Linked DNA regions of Sus scrofa: region 1 is linked to region 2. The links are chromatin contacts, called in public HiChIP or PLAC-seq maps. All regions are on one chromosome and are shown on one strand. The core of a region is the stretch at or near the end of the contact, and the rest is flanking DNA. Distances in the headings are between cores, read along the strand shown. Region 1 holds the start of OSM (oncostatin-M). Region 2 holds the start of ZMAT5 (zinc finger matrin-type protein 5).

The links. HiChIP or PLAC-seq counts read pairs in DNA pulled down with a chosen protein or histone mark.
Region 1: a contact with region 2 is called in an H3K27ac HiChIP or PLAC-seq map of alveolar macrophages. The contact joins the promoter of OSM here to the promoter of ZMAT5 in region 2. A contact is called at or near these places in 1 of 5 promoter capture datasets (fetal liver) and 1 of 2 datasets of contacts at active chromatin or transcription factors (alveolar macrophages).

What each region holds. Positions count from the first base shown.
Region 1 is chr14:47,245,296-47,248,174 of Sscrofa11.1, reverse strand. OSM (oncostatin-M) reads left to right here and starts at 1,339. Exons shown (of 3, transcript XM_001929161.4): 1 at 1,339-1,486. The coding sequence starts at 1,453. It overlaps LOC110256683 (a long non-coding RNA gene), which reads right to left and starts at 2,600. Exons shown (of 4, transcript XR_002338554.1): 1 at 2,206-2,600; 2 at 1,338-1,583; 3 at 1,144-1,266; 4 at 1-802.
Region 2 is chr14:46,781,340-46,784,347 of Sscrofa11.1, reverse strand. ZMAT5 (zinc finger matrin-type protein 5) reads left to right here and starts at 1,293. Exons shown (of 6, transcript XM_001929010.5): 1 at 1,293-1,429. It overlaps UQCR10 (ubiquinol-cytochrome c reductase complex 7.2 kDa protein), which reads right to left and starts at 1,008. Exons shown (of 2, transcript NM_001129978.2): 1 at 834-1,008. The coding sequence starts at 983.

The DNA of each region.
Region 1 (2,879 bases), core at 90-2,589, 460 kb before region 2:
CATGGTGATGACTGGTGCTGGGGTGGGGATGGTGGGAGGGTGCCTGTCTCTTCTTCCAGCCACTTTGGCTTTCCTAGTGCAGGCCTCACCGGTCGCCCCCAGGGACCCCAGCCTGGCTCCTCAGCCTTTGATACCCTGTTCCCCACAGAACTCCTTGGGCACAGGCTAAGACCCTCGTCTAGGTCCGGTGGACGTGCTGAAGCTGCAGGCACGGTGTGCCAGCCCTCTGCCCCGTCATCTGCCCTCTCTGGCCTCAGTGTATCCTCCAGTGAAGCAGCAGGCTGCCTCTGGAGGCGCTGTCTCCAGGGCCCCTTCATTCTGACGCCTGCAAGAAGCAGAGGACCAACCCAAGATCACTATCTTTCAGAGAAAGTGAAACCTGGTCCCCAACCGTCACCGCGGCGACTCCCCTTCTCTGGCTTCCCCTCTGAGCTCACAGCTTCCCCATCTCCTCCGCCCCCCACCCCGCCTCCCGACAGCTCGTACTTGGAATCAGACTTTCATCTTTCCTTTTGCCTTCAAAGGGCTCTTGCCTTTTATGTCCATGATGGCAGCAGCCCTGTGAGGTGGCCAGGAAATGCTTTTCAAATCCTCATTTTACAGGTGGCGGGGATGGTGGGGGTCTCGAAGGCCCAGAGAAGTTAAGCGACTTGCCTTGGATCTCACAGCATGTCAGTGGGCTTGAACCTGATCTCCTGTTTCTCTTGCTCCAAGTGCCTGGTTCTCCCCAGAGGGTCCTGTCTGTGGAGAAGGGGCCTGTTGTGGGCGATGGTCTGGGGATGGCTGGTTGTGTGCAGGGTGCCTGTTGGGGGAGAGGAGGTGGCTGGGAGTCCTGCTGGGGGATGCAGGTCCTGGGGCCATAACCACAATCTCGGGGCTGCCAGCCTGGGTCTGGCTCTTTGCCCAGAGCCCGGTGGTTTCCGCTCACAGATGTCCCAACAGCCCTGGCGGGAGGGCGGGAAGGGCACTCAAGAAGGAAGATGTCTCGCTCCCCTCAGCCCCAAACCACAGTGGCCTGTGAGGCTGAAGGCTCCCGAGCCGGGACTTTGCATCAGGCCCTCCAGGGGCCTGCTGGTGGACTCTCCCCTCCATCCCGGGCACAGCCTCCTACAGTGGGCATGGACCCCCTTGCTCCCTGCTCACCCCATAAAAGGCTGAGGCTGCGGTTTGCATCATCCTTGGGCGTGGGGCTGACCTCGAAGAACGAATTCGAAGAAAACAGGAGGAGGAGCAGGCATGCCACCGCGCCCAGCGCCCATTGGCCGCCTGTGGAAACTTTGGTTTTTGGGGTCATGTTCCCAGAAGGCCTGCCCTCCCCCCTCCCCCTCCCCACCCACCTCACGAGGTGTTGGCCAATCACCCCGGCGGGCATAAAGTGGCTGCCAGCCCGCAGGGCTCCCAGCCGGGAGGTGTCACCCCCAGCAGGCACAGGCCGGAGCTCGGTCACCCAGCATGCGGGCACAGTGTATTCGGAGGACACTGCTCAGTGAGTACTTCCTTCCTTCCCGCCGGGACCTGCTTGCTGTGCTCATGGGCGCCAGTGGGGAGCAGGGCCAGCTGCTGTCCTCTGGGAACTGGGGAGGCTGGACACGGGGCAGAAAGATGCTAAGAAAGGGAAAGAGCCAGAGGATCAGGCAAAGAGAGGGGTCCACTGAGAACACAGCATCTTCACAGGGTGGAGAAGGGTATCCCTGGAGGACTTCCAGGGGTAGGTGATATAGAGTCGACTCTGGGAGCAAGGGTTATGAGGGAAGGGGATCACAGCGGGAGAAGCTAGGGAAGCAGGAGGGAGGTGGGAGAAGTGCTGGGGCAGTGGAGGAAGCTGCAGAAGCTGAGCAGGACTGTGGTGTATTGTCTGGAAGGGCTGCGGGGCTTCCTTCTGGCCCCAATTCACAGGCTCTGGGATGGATGGTCACTATCGGCCAGGCCCCGGGGGCCCTGGAGCCCACACAATCACACAGCACATATAGCCACACCCACAGGGTGACAGACACACAGAGCCACGTGATGTCTTCCGGAGCCCTCAATCTCACCAATCTGGGAACCCCCGCATGCAGCCCCGGGGCCCCTGTGGTGGATGGGACAAAACGGCCCAGCTGTTCCCTCGAGCCTCACACAGACCCAGACACACACCCATGCAGACACCCTGCTCCCACGCGCACTCTGCTCACATCAGCCGCCCTGCCCGAGCCCAGCAGCAGATACCTGGGGGGGAGGGTGGCGAGGGGTGTCTTGTGGTCGCCGTGCCTGGGGACCTAGCCCCTCAGTCTCCTAGCAGCATCTTCCCCAAGGGGCCACAGTTCTTAGGAAGGGAAGTGGTGTCACTGCCTTCCGGGCCATTGCGCCACAGGCCCTTCCGACCACGTGGCTGCCAGGGCTCAGTGGGTGGGTCGGGGGAGGTGGGGGGAGCCGTAATTACCCGCCCCCCAGAATATTCTGGCTCACAGCATCCCTGGTGGGCCTGACAGAAGTGGCCACTTAGGGGGAGAGGAGAGAGGTGTGAGAGGTCAGCGGATGCGCTGGCCTTGGGTGACCTGAGCAAGCCCTTCTCCTTCAGTGCCTTTGTTTTTAGTAAAATGGGGGCCTGGACTAGAAGGCCTCACTCATCCTTTCCAGATGGAAGCTTCAGATGGAAAGGCAGCTTTTCCTGGTTCTGCGGGCATAGATCAGAGTGCCAGGCTGCTCCTGAGCCGCAAAGCCTGCCAGAGTCTAACTGCATGACTGGCTGGGATCTGTTACAGGTGGGCCCAGGGGCCTGTGGCCATGGCTGTCCCTTAACCCAGAGGTTTTACGAAGAGCAGCCCACCAGGGCCCCCGGTGTCAGCTTGAGGTTGGCAGGCTTGACTCCAGCTGGGCTCACCAGTTCTTCTCAAAGGCCT
Region 2 (3,008 bases), core at 44-2,543:
TGAATCTGACTAGAATCCATGAGGACGAAGCTTCAATCCCTGGCCTCCCTCAATGGGTTAAGGATCTGGCATTGCAGTGAACTGTGATGTAGGCCAGCAGCTACAGCTCCAATTGGACCCCTAGCTTCGGGTGCAGCCCTAAAAAAGCAAAAAACAAAAAAACAAAAACAAAACAAAAAACAAACCTCCCTGAGACAGTTACTATTATTATCATCTCTATTTCATAGATAAAAGTGAGAGCTTGCCCAACCTAATGCCACAGTTAAGTGATAAGGCCCAGTATTCCCACCCAAGATTCTCTGATTTCATACCCACCCCACCCTACTCAATGATTAAGAGTTATTAACCATTATTAATACCACCGCTGCCATCATGGAAAGACTTTGGAACCAAAAAATGCTACCTAAATGGCCACCCATAGTGTCTAAGGAGATGTCCTTTTCAGGACAGGTGCCTAATCAAATTTGCCCTTGTGACCCCCAGATGAGACAGAGGGGCCGGGGTCCAACCTTGACTCGCCACTGATTTCCTAGTGGTGTGACCCTAGCAAGTCTTTTGCTCTCACCTGGTTTTAGTTTAGGCTTCTGCAAATGGAGAAACGGGTTTGTGGCGTGGCAGGCAGCAATACTTAGAACCCCCGCATAGTGGGACCTATTGACCTCGTTTAACTTTTTAGGATTCACACCGGGGGTAACGCACAGACGGCAGTCTACAGACACAAGACGCCCAGGGTTTACCCCCTCCTTGTAAAGGTCGACTGAGTCCCGTCCCACCTCCACTCCCACTGTCACCCCTCGAAGGAACCCAAGGTCAGGGATGGCCCAGGCCCTCACCCCCTGGTTGATGTGTTCGTAGATCGCGTCCGCGCCTTGATCGAAGGCGCGCTCGAAGAATAGAGCGCCCACGGCGATCGTGAGGGCGAAGGTAGAGGTCCTGCGAAACAACAGGGAGTACAACCTCGCAGTCAACGTCGGGGCAGCCATGTTTGTCCGCTGCAGAACTAGCACCACCGCGCCTGCGCTTCGACCGACCTTTCCACAAAGGTCCTCAACGTGTAACGCTTTATGGGATTTGTAGTTCTTTTGAACTTGAGTGCTCGTCGTTTTGCACCATTGAAGTAACTGATGGCTTGTGAGCTATTAAAATCTCCTAAAATTCATACCACGACAGCCCAAGTCGTTTTGGTAAAATGTATTACCCAGTTTTTCTCCTCAATCATTTCTTGCTGATTGAATTTTTTTTAAAACTACAACGCCCAGAAGCCCTCGCGCTTCCTTCACCTCCTCCTACGCTGTCTTTGCTTTGATTCTCAAAGGTTTCTGGGAAGGGCGGGCTGATACTCCAGGAAGGACTACGAATCCCAGCAAGCAGTTCGCTGAACCAAGGCGCAGGAGGAGGAGTTGAGAGCCGTCGGGCGCCGCGGAGCCAGGTACTTTTTTTGGCGGGACGTCGAGTGGCGAGTTCTAGTCTTCCTCCCAATACGGAAGAACTTGAGCTCTTACGTTTAAGTCCGCGAGCCCCGCGGCGGGTCGCAGTGGATATAGGGGCAAGGCCTGAAATCCCAGTCCCAAGCTTGTCCCTCCTCCTATCTCCTCCGGCAGCCCCAAGTCCAGGGCTATAGTTGAAGCCTGTGGCAACAGTCAGCCTTTGCCGGGCCTCTGGGGAAGAGGCCATTCTGCCCATGCTTCCGTTTCCCCTCATCCCTGGGTTTCGCTGCAGACACCCCTGGCCTGGAAGGCGGGAGACCTAGATCCATTCATTCTCTCTTGGGAATGGAAATAGCAGGACTTTGGAGCACTAAGGACGTCCAGCAATTGTTTTCTGAGCGCTGGGCCATGAGCTGGAGACCCAGCGGGGAATACGTCCCAGCTTTTGGGGAGCACCCATTTTACAGTGTGTGGGAGGTGCGATAATGACAGGTAACGCTTTGAAGAGCAGAAAAAAGGTTGATTGGGGAGGGGGTGGTTGTGGTAATATTTTAGCTAAGGTTCCCCAAGGTGACACTTAACCCTAAACCCAAATGGATATAGCTATTCGAACAGGAAAACGTCGTGCAAGGCCTTGAGGCTGCTGCGGTCCTGAGGTGTTTGAAGGAAACAATTTGAGTGGACTATGAAATAGGCTCGGGTCAGGTCATATCTGGTCTTCTAACCCGTGGTGAAGGGTCGTTTTTTTTTCTAAATTGCACGCGGAAGCCACTGAAGGGTTTTAAGCTGGGATGTGAGGCAACCTAATTTACGTAACAGTAGCAGCGGTCATCATTTCTGGCTGCTCTCTGGAGAACTGACTGAAAAGGAGGAGCTACTGTGAGGGGTCAGTGGAGGCAGGGTGGTAATTTAGATTAGGGTGTGAGTTAGAGTAATGATGGGTTTGGGATGTATTTGGGAGGTGGGACAAACAGAACAAGCTGACAGATGCATATAAAGTATAAAGGAAAGAGGAATTGAAGATGACATCTAAGTTTTGTTTGTTTTTCTTTCTTTTTTGGCCATATTTGCAGCATATGGAAATTCCCGGATTAGGTGTTGAATCAGAGCTTCAGCTGTGGTCCATACCATAGCCACTGCAACACCGAATCTGAATCCGAGCTGCATCTGTGACCTATGCCTCAGCCCACTAAGCTAGGCCAGGGCTCGAACCATAATCCTCACGATGCTATATTGGGTTCTTAACCCCATGCAGCACAATGTGAACTCTGACATCTAAGTTTTGACTTAAGCAACTTAAAATCAGCCAGATGATCTTAAGTTCTATTGGTCTACGTTAAGTTTGAGCAGCCCCTTAGACATCAAATGGAGATGTCCAGAGGCTAATAGGGATTTAGATCTGGAGTTCAGAGAGGCCTGGAGCCTGAGATAAAAGGTGTGGCATTAAAAACCAAGAACTGGATTCAGAGGCCTGGATCAGCCTTGTAAAAGCAACAGTAGGAGTTCCCGTCGTGGTGCAGTGGTTAACGAATCGGACTAGGAACCAGGAGGCTGCAGGTTCGACCCCTGGCCTTGCTCATT